Regions from separate parts of the Zea mays genome. Here regions 1 and 3 are each linked to region 2. The links are chromatin contacts, called in public Hi-C maps. All regions are on one chromosome and are shown on one strand. Each heading gives the region's core, a stretch centred on a gene start, on an enhancer-like site or on the middle of the called end of the contact. The rest is flanking DNA. Distances are from core to core; before and after follow the strand shown.

Region 1 (4,448 bases), core at 263-2,762, 180 kb after region 2:
TAACGCCATGCATTGACTTTTTTTTAGAAAACTTTCACTACTCGTCTTATTCAAAAAAAAAAAAATAATGAGTTACATTTATTTTTTGTGATTTATTTTATCACTTAAGTTAGTTTGTGTTTGACTTAAAATTTTTCAATTTTCAATAAGACGAGTGGTTAAAGTTTTCGAAAAACGTCAATAATATCATATATTTGTGAACGGAGGTAGTACTATTTTGTGCATATGTGTATCCTGACAAGCCATATCGCACTTTTCCTCAGCCACTGGTTATCTTAGATTAGCTACGGATCAGTCCAAATATACTTCCGTAATCGCCAAATTAATCAGTTATGTCCACCAAGGTATCAATTGTTGGTGTGCTTTCCCCTCTCTAATCAGTTGTTTTGTTACATATGCTCATAAAAATAATTTTGAAGTATACTTTTATGAAACTGTGTTTCAAAACAAAAAACAAAAAAATCTGAGCTCAAGATACACAAAATAATTAACAGTATGCAACTAAAGTTTGGAATAATATTAACTTGTGATACCTTGAAAACCCCACTTATTTAGAACTCTGACGAGGGAGTAATTTATGTACCACCATATCCCCTGGTGCACATATATTTTGACCTCTTCAAATCTAGCAATTTGTTCTTGATTAGTAAGCTACGTAGGTAGCTACTAGCTAACATATATATAGGAGTATTAGGCAAATCGTACTCTAGTGTCAAGGATAACTGTATAGGAGTATCACACATTATACAGACTGAATAATTATATTATCTCTTGCCAGTACGTGAGTATAAAAAATAAACTAGTGACGCTAATGAGTAGGGTACATCACCTATATATCCTGTCCATACGCCAATGCCCTGTCCACGCTTACCTAAATCTGCCCGGGATGTTACGTTGCTCAGATCACGTGGACCGATCGATATTCCACTCGAAATGGCCGAAGGTGCTTGAAATTTAATATATATATATATACGGCTGGTTTTTCAGTCACTTGAGAAAAAAATAGGAAAACTACCCATGAAGTTCCATAAAACTTGCGTTGTGCGTGTGAAGCCCAATTAAACACTGATTTGTCTCTGCACATCGATCCTTGCATTGGTGTCATTTCAATCTGCTCGTGATTAAGGCACGCGTTAATCGAAGTGCCTTGCGATGAGACCAATATGGAGTACTACAGTACGTAGAGTAATCCAGTTTGGGGAGGCGTGTGTGTACATGTGAACCACGCAGTTGATTTTGATTAGGTTGCCGGGATGCTTTTAATTAGTACTACTCAGGAAGGAGACAGCGCAGCGGGGGGGGGGGGGGGGGGGGGGGGTCACCTTTGCTTCCACTGACAGGCATCTTCTCCCCTCGATTTCTGCTTCTCGAAGTGAGCTCCCGATCCTTAAAAATCGTTGACTTGGAGAAGGCCGGGAACAGGAGTCAAAATTTGGACCCCCAAGTCGGACTGGATGGATTTAAACTGGGCTCTTGAAGGCCTTTGGAGTTTCTGGCTCAAGATCAATAAGCCGTCGGCCCTAAACTAAGTTCAAAGCCCATGGACATGTATAAGCAAAAGGCCCAGTTTACCTGTCATGGTCTGATTTTCCTTCTTTTTAACTTAAAACTAGGCAGCCTACCCTGACCAACTTAAGGAAACCATGTACATTACATCCTAGTTCAGGTTAGAAGTTGTTTCAGGTGGGTAAATAATTTTTTATATATTTTTCACGATTTAGTAATTTAGAATGATTTACTATTTTGGGATATTTACATTATTTCTATTTTTCTAAGGCTAAGTATAGTTTTAGAATATTTTAGAGATACTTTTTGAAGCTATAACTATCTTTTTTTTTGGGATTGTTGTGTCCAAATTTACCGGTTTTTTCTCCTAACTGAGGATGAAACCATCTTAAACCCCAAATTTAACCGGAGTAAGCAGGCAATTTAAATGGATTTTGAGAGTTGGCAAGATATAAGATATGTGATTTTGAAATTTAAGAAGAAAAACTATAATGCCAAAAAGGATATAAAGGATTTTTTCATGGTAATATAGAGCTTGTTTGGTTGGGCTTCAAAATTTGCCCACCAAAATCATGGCAAGGCAAAAAAAAAAACTATTAGGCTTGACAAATGCCGTATCAGCCATCATGGGGCTTCACCTCCAACCAAATTAGTATCACATGTTGTCCTTTTGACTATTGCAGCACCAACAACTCAGAGGTCGTAGGGAGCTCCTCGTCGTATGGTTACACTTCTAAACCAACAATCAAGAAGCATATAGCTAAAAATCATGCATCACGGCCTGAATAAAGGAGATTTACATTATAGCGATTATAAAAGAAAAGATAAAGTATAAGTTACATCATTAAACAACTACATGTAACTAACTTGTGGTCTATGCACATAAAGGACCAAGATATCTAAGAGAGATGAATTAGCAGGGGCGGATCTAGGAGGGTTTATTGGGGTCAGTCGATCCTGATAAAATTTGTAAACCCTTTAGCAAAACACCGTTAAAGTTTTAAAAATATTAGATCATATAGTGAAATTCACCTCAATGACCCCAACAATATTTCTTGTTAGATTCGCCACTGTGAACTAGGCTTCTCTAAAAATTCTTGCATAAGTTATCTATAGTATACTTAAAGTACCAGTTTCAACGGTCGTCCTACGTCGTTTTTTTTTTGCAAAAAGGCCCTTCCACTTATTCCAAATCAAACAGTAGACACGTGTGAAGCGCTAGATTGCGATCACCAACGGCCTACACTGATCCCCAACTCCCTCTTTTCCCGCTGCCTCTCTCGCATCGCTACCGCCATTCTCGTGCACTTGAAGGAGAAGATAAGCCTTCGAGCACGCGCCCTCTTTCACACGTCTCGCACTGCGCCGCCGCTGCGCAATTATTTGTTTGCAGGTGCATGTGATCGCACATGGATATGTAACAACCCGCCCAATCCCTGGACCGGCGGTACTCACTCCTGGCAGCTCTCTAGGATCATATATTGTCCCCACAGACCAACACGAGTCTTTTGTGTGCACTTTGTCCTCACTCATGCGCACCCGAGAAAACTTCCCGGTCGGTCACCCATCCCAAATTGCTCAAAGCCAAGCACGCTTAACTTGGAGGTTCTTTTGAGACAGACATCCGAAAAAGAAGATGCACCTTGTTGGTATGGATACTCTATTAATTCTATTAAGCCTTGGGTCAGGACATCACCATCCTAGGGGCCAGGATATCACAATCCACCCCCCTTAGAAGACCGACGTCCTCGTCGGTCAACCCCAATTCAGGAACCTCCCCTCTTAGCCACGTCTGTGTGTCTAGTGTCGTCATATGTCATGCCATGTGACCACTCCGGGCCCACATGCGCCATGCGCCATATACCCGAACCCCTAGCCCACACACGGCCATGAAACCGCGAGGGTCGGCTCTGATACCATTTGTAACAACCCGTCCAATCCCTGGACCGGTGGTACTCACTCCTGGCAGCTCTCTAGAATCATATATCGTTCCCATAGACCAACACAAGTCTTTTGTGCGCACTTTGTCCTCACTCATGCGCACCCGAAAAAACTTCCCGGTCGGTCACCCATCCCAAATTGCTCCAAGCCAAGCACACTTAACTTGGAGGTTCTTTTGAGACAGGCATCCGAAAAAGAAGATGCACTTTGTTGGTATGGATACTCTATTAATTCTATTAAGCCTTGGGTTAGGACATCACCATCCTAGGGGCCAGGATATCACAGGATACAGGCTCCAACACTCTCTGTTTCGACCTCCGGGGGGCGTGGATGAGAGTGCAGACAATATCATCCCACTCTCATGACGACGACGACCTCTCGTGTCATGGCTCGGTCTACGGACTCTCGCTGGCCAAGGTGGAGACGCCGCTGGGCAAGCCGCTATAGACCATGAACCTGGACGACTTCCTGTGAACCATACTCCCAGGTGCGGTGGGCCCGCCCGGTGGCCAAGAAGACGGTGGACGAGGTATGTCACGAGTCGTGACATCCAGAGCGCTGGTGGTGGCGGTCGCCAGCCCTCCATGGCGAGATGATGCTCAAAGACTTCCTCTCCCGCGCCTAGAGATGTCAATGGGGAATTCCCCACCGGGTTATAGCATCTCATACCCATCCCCATCATGTTTGATCCATCCCCATACCCATCATGGGTACAAAACTCATCTCATACCCATCCCCATTCGGGTTTTGGGTCCCCAAGGGGTCCCCAGCCCCATTTAAGGGATAACTAGGTACTAACATGTAGCACAAATTATCTAGATTTCAGACATCACTACATCGGCATGCACTCATCCATGAACCATGATCCATTCATCCATCCATCAGAAAAAATAAGTACTTCCGGACCGATAGAAGAAATGGAGAAATGGAGTTTGCTCACCTTCCTTGGTCACCATCTGAGTTCGTTGGCGCTTGAGAATCCATGGTCGTCACCATCGTCT
Region 2 (4,452 bases), core at 1,575-4,074:
AAAAAGACTGCATCTTCTTCCTATCCTACGTACTGTTGTACTGTACCGCTGTCCGTTTGTATGGATATACGAGCCGTTGAGCGGTTGAGCCGCTAGCCCGCTGTTTGCATCCTAGTTACCCTTTACCAGTCACCAATTTGCAACTGTGCAAAAACAAAATGCAGTGGAATCTCCAAGACCATGATGGAGGCGAGTTGAGCAATCTTGTAGTTGCGTCATGATAGCACCGTCTTGAGCTTGTAGTTCTTGGCGAACCCGCTGTACACAACGAAGTTGAGCGTGCACATGGCAGCCATGGTCCAGAAGAAATAATCGAGGTGCCCCTGGTTAAGGTTGTCGGAGATCCAGCCGGGACTGTCGGGCGTCGCCGTGAACGCCGCTACAATGGCGTAGATGAACGAGCTCATGTAGCTGCCGAGTGCGATGGTGAGCAGCGAGAGCGACGTGCACGTGCTCTTCATGGTGTCCGGCGCCTCGGCGTAGAAGAACTCCAGCTGCGCGATGTAGCAGAACACCTCCGCGCCGGCCATGAAGAAGTACTGCGGGAGCTGCCACGCGATGGTGATCTCCTCGCCTCGCGCGGCGCTGTCGAGGCGCTTCATCTCGGCGAGCGCCGAGGCCGCCATCGAGAGCGCCATGAGTAGCCGGCCGGCGCCCATACGCTGCAGCTGGGACGGCTCGCCGTCGCCGCCGGAGGAGAAGCCCCTCAGCACCGGCACGATCACCTTGCTGTAGAGCAGCACCCACGTGAGGAGGAAGACCACCTCGAACGAGCCCATCGACGCCGCAGCCACCGGCACGGACAGGATGGACATGTCCATGGCGCTACCCTGCTGGATGAAGGTGGTGGTCATCTGCGCGTACGCCGAGGACACGATGACGCTAGTCACCCATATGGGCAGCAGGCGCATCAGGATCTTGAGCTCCTCCACCTGGGTGACGGTGCAGAGCTTCCACGACGACGAACAGGCCTCCTCCGACGACATCTCCTCCATGTCCGATTCGGAGACGATAGCTGCCTTGTCAAGGAACGAGAACTCGTCGGTATGCGCGATCTTAGGCTGGGCGGCGTCCACCTTGTCGCTGACCTCGAAGAGCATGCCGGCGTCGGCGGGCGCCTTCAGGGCGATCTTCCTGCATGCGGCGACGACGACCTGGCTGAGGCTCTTGAGCGGCGTGCCGGTGGGCATGCGGCGCTTGTACATGGGCGTGGCGAGCACGAAGGCGGCGAAGGCGAGCGCGAGGCAGGCGGTGGAGATGCCGAAGCCGAGGCCCCAGCTGACGTTGTCCTGGACCCACACGATGACGAGGCCGGAGACGATCATGCCGAAGTCGACGCAGAGGTAGAACCAGCTGAAGAAAGACGCCTTGCTGTCCCGGTCCGCCGGGTTGGCGTCGTCGAACTGGTCCGCGCCGAACGGCGCCAGCGACGACTGCACCCCGCCGCGCCCGATCGCCACGAGGTACAGCCCGAGGAAGGCGACGGTCTTGGCGCCGAACACCGAGGTGGCGCCGCCGAGCGCCGCGGCTGTGGGCAGGAACGCCGAGAAGGTGACGAACATCATCCCCTGCAGGTGGCACGCGGGCAGGCGTACCGCGTACGTACGTAGAACGAGTCCGTTAGCCCAAATGCGCAAGGCGTGGCGTGGCGTGGACGGATGTGGACGAGGATGAATCGACGAGGTGCTGCGTACAAGGAGGTAGACGGCGAGAGAGACGAGGATGGTGTTGTAGTTGCCCAAGAAGGTGTCGGCGATGATGGCGCCGAAGACCGGCGTGAGGAAGCTGGTGCCGAACCACGTGGTGACGTCGGAGGCGCTGGCCAGGTTGCTGCCGTGGAGGACGGTCTCCAGGTACACCACCAGGTTCGTGGAGATGCCGTTGAACGCCGTGCTCTCCAGACACTCGAACCCTGCACGCCGCAGACGCAGAGGCAATTGAGCGCGTTCCAGTAGCACATTGCATTTCAGTTCTTGTGGTTGAACATCACATACATGCATCCCGTTACCAGGAGAACGAAAGGAAAAACTGAACATGCTGGGAGCTATGCTCAGTTGCTCACCAAGAACAACCGCCGGCGCCTTGCTGCCGGCACGTTTCTTATCCTTCAACAGTGGCACTTGGAGGCTGTCGTCGTCCCGAACCTTTGGGCCTTGACTCTGCGGTACGGTGAAGAAACAATACACAAGTTGTCAGTGACAGGAGACTCTGCGTTTGTCAATACACACGGCGTATATGCTTTACTGGGCATATGTAATACTTATAACAAGAGGAAATAATAAAAACAGTAAAGAAAAAGCTAGTAAAATATAGTGTGTCAGAAACGATGTGTGTGTTTTTCCCTGTCTCGAGACGGAATTGGATCCTAGACCCCGATCACTAACCAAGAAAAGCATGCATTGAACGCCGAAACGTGGAAATAATAAGGTTGAATGCAGAGAGAGAGAGGTCCGGGCCGTTACCACTGGCAGGAGCGGCGCGCGGTCGCCTCTCTCCATGGCGTCCCCGGCAGCGTCCATCGCCGACCGCACCGGGAGCTGTGGACGAGACCGCGAGCGAGGCGCGACGTGATCCTCGGACGGGGGAGGGGGAGCGGGAGCGAGCGGCGGGCCGGCGCGGCAGACAGACTAGCTGGCGGTTGGCTCCGTCCGGGCTCCGGCCGCCGCTGCTGCTGCTGCTGCTCGGTGTCTGATGGTTGCCAAAACTGCTAGGTAGCTGGCTGCATTATATAGGAAGCGGAGCGCGCGCACTGGCTCGGCTCAGCTCGCCGGTGTGCCTGACGGCGGAGAGGGAGAGAGATGTCGTCCGTCCCGGCACGTGATGGGCAGGTTGGTGAGTGAGTAGGTAAAGATGTTTTGTTGCCTCTTTGGTTAGCTTAGGAGTGGATAAAATAAAATGATATAAAACGCCAACGCGCGCGAGAACGCTTCAAATCCGCGCGGGTTTTCACCCGAACAAGGCAGGGTCAGGCAACAGGGGGGGTGCATGCTGCCACTGCCACGGCACGGACGGAAACAGGGCAAGAGCTGGGTTGGGTGGTCGCGGGCTTTCAGACCCCGGGAATTTCTGTTGTGCAGACTGCAGAGTAGTAGGTGGAGGTGGCTGCTGCAGCAATGCATGGTGGTGGACTGGTGAATTGGGCCGTGCTCTTGGCATCCAAATTCCAAAGTCTCCCGTCAGCTGCCGCGACGCCAAGCCTCCGGACAACGAGCTTCAGTTCCGTGAAGACAACAAACCACCAAGTCAACCCATAACCTAACTATACGTAGTTGCGTGCGTGTGCTACGTAGGGAATATATCGAATACAAACCACGTATTGGTGTAAATTCCGTGCAAACCTGATAAAAAAGTTTCAAAAAATTCTGAAAAAATATGAACGTACATCTCAGCTTACCTTATATATATATACTAGCAGTTACAAAAAAGACAAATTTTGGTGCATTTAAACTATTATTGTTTGTCAGAAATTTTGTCTTTTTGTAACTGCTAGAGTAAGATGAATTTGACCATTAAATTTTGTATATAGATAATGTAAGCTGAAATGTGCATTAATGTTTTTTTCAAGATTTTTTGAAACTTTTTTAGTAGATTTGCATGGGGTTTATACCAAAACGTGGTTTGCATTTGATATGTTCCCGTATATGTAAGCTTATTACGCGATCTCCTTGAAGCAAGCTGGCAACCACGCATTGGTCAGAACGATATCATCGAAAGGATATAGTTTCTTTCAAGCTCAGCTCGTCAAATCTTCTTTTGGCAAGTGATCCAGTCGAGAGATTGGACAAACCATCTCAGCTTCAGGGGGTGTTTGGTTAGAGGGACTAAAAATTAGTCTCTAGTTTTTAGTCTCATTTAGTCCCTTTTTTCCAAACACTAGGACTAAAATATAGACTAAAATGATTTAGTCTTTAGGGGGTGTTTGGTTTATAGGGACTAAACTTTAGTTCCCCACTTAATTCCATTTTAGTTCATAAATTGTTAAATAGGGAAACTCTATATTTAGTAATTTAGGGACTAAAATAGAATTAAGTGGAGGGACTAAAAATTAGTCACTAGAAACCAAACACTTCCTTAGTCCTTCACATAGGTGCTAAAAGAGACTAAAAGGTCATAATTATCATGTTACTCTTACCTTTTTGTATGAATAACTAATATTAGGGGTATATTCTAAGGGCATTTGAGTCTTTGGACATTGCATTTAATGACTTTAGAATCTGTTTAGTCCCTAGAACCAAACATGTAGGGACTAAAGTTTAGTTCTAGGACTAATTGAAACCAAACATGGCCTCAGTTCATTTTCGTCGCGATCGGGTGACGACGTCACGTGTTCACATATTGGGGAAAATAATAATAATGATAATACTAATAAAAAAAGCGATGGAGACTGGAGAGATTGGACAAGATGCAGAAGCTTGGTCATGCGAACTTCAGTTTCGAGTTCAGAATCTTCTG
Region 3 (4,509 bases), core at 134-2,633, 150 kb after region 2:
GTGTATTTGTTTTGTCAACCGAGTTGATGCTAGTTGTTTTTATTTCTTTAATCAGAAGATTTTCACCGACACCTGGCTACCCTTTTTTGTGTATCTACTATCTAGATTCTAGAACATTTGATCTTGCTATTTTTTATTTGTTACAACCAAAAGGTTGGCTGTGCCGATGTATATATAATAGCTTTCTTGGAAGATGCAGAATGACGAAAGGAGCACAGGTGTGGGGAGCAGGAGAAGCGATTAGCACCGCTATCCCTGACCCTGAATTACAAATCTCGAGCCGTGACTCTAGCACAAGAAAAATCCATGCAAAATTCAAGCAAGCCACGAGAAGAAATTTTCCAAGAAATTAAGGAAGGGCTTGCTTCATATGCTTGACAATAATGATCACGAACTGCTTAGATCTGGCAGCGATCGCTGTGCCGAACCTGCGCTTGATCCCGCCGCAGTGCGGCGACGGCATCTGCATCCCGGCGATGGCGTCGAACGCGCACGGCGGGCCAACGGGCAGCCCCCCGGGCATCATCGCCGGCACGCCGATCTTGACGGTGTCGCCGCCCATCATCACCGAGTACGGCCGTACCTCTCTCGGCGACAGCGCGGGCATCTGCGGCGGCCCGCCGCCCTCCACCATTCCGCCCCGGCCGCCACCGACAGCGGGCGCCTCGAAGTCAAAGAAGTCGGCAGGGCTGGGGTCAACGCCGGCGGAGTCCGCGCGGAAGTCGCTGGCGAATGGGCCCGAGAGGCCGGCGAAGGCGCCGCCGTCCGACGACGACGATGACCGGGCTGGCGGGAAGAGGCCGGGTGGTCCAGCTGGCTCGGCCGGGAGCTGCCACCCCGTGGTGGCCGTGGAGGAGAGCTCCGCGACAGCTGCCGGATGCATCGCGCCGCCGGCTCGGACGACGTCCGTGAGGTCTCCTCCGGCCTGATGGTGGTGGTGGCGGTCGTCCTCCATCCTTTGTAGGAAGTAGTCGCACATGGCTCGCTCGCCCCTCTAGCTAGCTGCTGCCTGCTGGTACGTCTATCTGGTACTCCTTCCTCTCGATCTCTCTTTCCGAGTCTTCTGTAACACGAGAGCGGCAAAGCTCTTTCGTTCCTGGCAATTCGCAAGAACCGAAGGAAGCAAACTGATTTAGGGTTGTATAGGTAGAAGGAAGTCGAGGGTTGAGAGAAGCTGCTAGCTTGCGAGGGTTAGCTAGCTCGGCTGAACTCGGTCGATCCAGCAGGCTTGTTTGTTTTGGGTGTGAGAGAGGAAGGGCGAGGGGAAGCGGATGATTTGAGCGGTGGGCTACCTGTGCAATCAAACTGTCCTTTCTTTTACTAGGATAGGACAAGACAGGGACTGAGGGAGAGGAGAGAGAAGGGCCGGGGGGCACAGCAAGGGCCGGCCAAGGGCAAGGGCTTGCTCAGCTGGGAGCGGACAAAATAGTGGCAGAGGGTGGAGAGAGGGAACTGGGAGTGCTAGCTAGCTTGCTCTTTTTGCTGATGATGGGAAAGTATGCACGGTCGCTGACTTCATTTCCCGGACTGATAGTGTTCTGTTCTCGATGCGCGGAAAATACGGCATGGAGCCGCGGTAAAACAAAACAGATATTAAATAAAATAATAGTAGAGCGAGCCGCCCCGCGCGAACGCGGTCAAAAATTTGGGAGGGGGCCGGATCTCACGGCGGATCAGTCAGGAGGTCGTGGACGCTGCTGTATCGTGCCGGCCGCTGCCACCATGGCAGAGCGAGCGTCCTGCCGGCCGGCTGCTGCCGCGGCAGCAATGCAAGCAAGTCCAAGAGCGCAAGCCATATGGTATGGCGACGCGACGCGACGCGCTACATGGGTTCATGTCATGCATGCATTGGTATGGTGCCTGCTAAAGTCCGCGTGCCTGTCGGTAACCGTGCAGGATCTCTAATTCACTAAGTAAAAACAATCATGTGTGACGGTCTTGTTATCTTCGACGGCCGCGCAGGAGACCGTCGGAGGTAGCCTTATGTTCGAGAGCCTGGGCTGGCCGTCGGACATAACACCTTACCTCCGACGGCTGTCAGAGGGCCGTCGGACATAAGGTTATCTCTGACGGCCCGTATTACAGCCGTCGGCGATAAAGCGATTTAACCGCGCGGCCAGGGAACACCATTTTATTTTCCATCTTTCCAGCGCGCGCCACCGTCGTCCTCGAGCTGCCCGCCGCTGCCACGGCCCTGCCGGCCACCGTGCTGCGCCCCGCCGCGCTGCCCGCCCCGCCCGCCCGCCTTGCAGCCCGCGGCCGCGCTGCCCGCCGCGCTGCCGCCCCGCTCGCCGCGCAGTCGTCCCCGTCACCGCCGTGCTGCCCCGCCCGCCCCGCCCCGCACTCTCAAGTGAGTAGTTTAAGTATTATTCTGTATATGTTAATCTAGTTTTGTAGTTGCAATTTTTGTTGTTAAATAATTAGTATGTTAAATATTGTTTAATTTATTGTGTGCGATGGCCGAAATTTGATTATGTAATTAATTTAGTTTGTTTTCGTTTACTTAGTGGTGCTTAGATAATTTAAATTTTTAATTTCCGAGGGTAATTATTATGCCCTCGAAAATAAGGTCATTTTATATGATTTGTCACCCGTGATAATGTTATGTAGTGGTGTCTATATAATTTAAATTATTAATTTCCGAGGGTAATTATTATGCCCTCGGAAATAAGGTTATTTTACATGATTTAGGGTCCCGTTAAATTATTTTTCTTGTATTAGTGTGATTTATTAGATTAGAGGCGTGATTAACTTAACTAATCAAGTTAACATCTCGTATCTAGTATGGAGGATGATCGTCGATGGATGTATGAAGGTTGGAAGGAAAGAGGTGCTCTATCAAGTGAGTGGGTTGCTAAGACTGACGCGTTTCTCGACCGTGCTTTTGCTCGGTCAGAGACTGGAACCGATGTTAGGTGCCCTTGTACCAAGTGTCGGAACATTTATTTCCTTGACAGGAGGACTATGTCGATAGATCTTTGCAAGAACGGTTATATGCCAGGCTATGAGGTGTGGGTGCACCACGGTGAGGACCCACCTCCTCGTATTGTATCGGAAGTACAGTCACATGAAGAGGAGGACTACGATAGGATGGAAGAGATGCTTGACGATGTACGCCATGAGCTTCTAACCGTCGATTCGGAGAACCCCGGTCAACCCACCGAGTTTGAGGATCCAGCTACACCTGAGGTTCAAAAGTTCTTCGAGCTCCTTAAAGCTGCCAAAGAGCCGTTGCATAGAGATGGCAATGGGTAAAAACCCGCTGGGTATTACTTGCCCAAACCCGTACCCACGAAGAAAAAACACGCCCGCTAAAAAACCCATACCCGTGACGGGTATAAAATTTTGCCCAAACCCATACCCATGCGGGTTTCGGGTACCCAACGGGTTTCCCATACCCACTAACATCAACATAAAAAATAATTCATCATGTAAATGACAATCAATACATTAATAAGCTAGCATAAAAGGAACAAGTGATAACTAATTTTAGCCTAAAAATTGTTACATGAAGTTTATTTCAATTAGAACTTATTCAATTAATAATATTATGAGACATATTTATAAGTAATGTTGATTTTAAGGCGGGTTTTAAAAACCCATGGGTTTGCGGGTATGGGTAGTGGAAGAACAAACCCATGCCCACGTACCCGTTGGGTTTCCATTTGAACCCATTAACAAACCCATGGGTAGAGAAATTGACCCAAACTCATACCCTAATAGAGCAAAAACCCACCGGGTTTCGGGTAGCGGGTACCCATTGCCATCCTTACCGTTGCATGAGCACACAAAAGTGACCGTCCTTGTAATTGTGACTCGACTTATGGCTATTAAGTCTAAGTTTGCATTCTCAAACAACTGTTATAAGGAGCTTTTGAACTTGATCAGTGATGTACTTCCGAAGAATCACAAGATGCCAAAGGACATGTATCAGTCTAAAAAGTTGTTATCTGGGCTCGGTATGGACTACGAAAAAATCGATGTCTGTGAAAATAATTGTATGCTTTTCTGGAAGGAGACCGCGGGTGAGAAGAAGTGTACTGTATGTGGTGAGCGTAGATTTGTTGAGGTTGAAAACGACGATGGTTTGACCGTGACTACGAAGATTGCACGTAAGCAGCTTCGTTACATGCCTCTTATACCTCGGTTGAAACGTTTGTTCATCTCCAAGAATACAGCCAGACACATGAGGTGGCATAAAGAAGGGGTACGTGAGAATCCAAATGTCATGGTGCACCCAGCTGATACAGATGCATGGAAGGCACTAGATGCTTTTGATTCCAGCTTTGCTGATGAAGTGCGGAATGCCCGCTTCGGTTTGGCAACAGATGGTTTCTCGCCATTCAATCTAACTGCAACGTCCTACTCATGTTGGCCCGTCTTTGCTGTTCCATACAACCTTCCACCAGCTCTTTGCATGAAATATGAATTTAGTTTCTTGTGTCTTGTAATACCTGGTCCGGATCATCCTGGAACAAAGATCGATGTGATGATGAGACCCCTGATTGA

What was found. Hi-C and Micro-C count contacts between places; a contact is called where the count stands out from the background.
Region 1: a Hi-C map of tassel shows a contact between it and region 2, with 2.6 times the contacts expected there. The contact joins the enhancer-like site here to the promoter of LOC103653956 in region 2. A contact is called at or near these places in 4 of 25 Hi-C or Micro-C datasets (ear, leaf and tassel) and 1 of 3 datasets of contacts at active chromatin or transcription factors (leaf).
Region 3: a contact with region 2 is called in a Hi-C map of leaf, with 3 times the contacts expected there. The contact joins the promoter of LOC100381682 here to the promoter of LOC103653956 in region 2. A contact is called at or near these places in 4 of 25 Hi-C or Micro-C datasets (bundle sheath, ear and leaf) and 1 of 3 datasets of contacts at active chromatin or transcription factors (leaf).

The regions. Positions count from the first base shown.
Region 1 is chr4:164,109,984-164,114,431 of Zm-B73-REFERENCE-NAM-5.0, forward strand. It overlaps the pseudogene LOC109945849. Among protein-coding and RNA genes, the nearest start is that of LOC100381682, 28 kb to the left of the region's middle. Within about 2 kb of position 1,513, at least 14 of the 20 cell types and tissues checked have an H3K27ac peak or open chromatin away from gene starts, as enhancers often do. A contact at or near this core is called in ear, leaf and tassel, where this site is marked.
Region 2 is chr4:163,931,457-163,935,908 of Zm-B73-REFERENCE-NAM-5.0, forward strand. It overlaps LOC103653956 (protein NRT1/ PTR FAMILY 8.3), which reads right to left and starts at 2,825. Exons shown (of 4, transcript XM_008680775.4): 1 at 2,463-2,825; 2 at 2,063-2,159; 3 at 1,695-1,912; 4 at 1-1,568. The coding sequence starts at 2,519. The coding sequence ends at 216.
Region 3 is chr4:164,082,758-164,087,266 of Zm-B73-REFERENCE-NAM-5.0, forward strand. LOC100381682 reads right to left here and starts at 1,384. Exons shown (of 3, transcript NM_001174495.1): 1 at 429-1,384. The coding sequence starts at 979.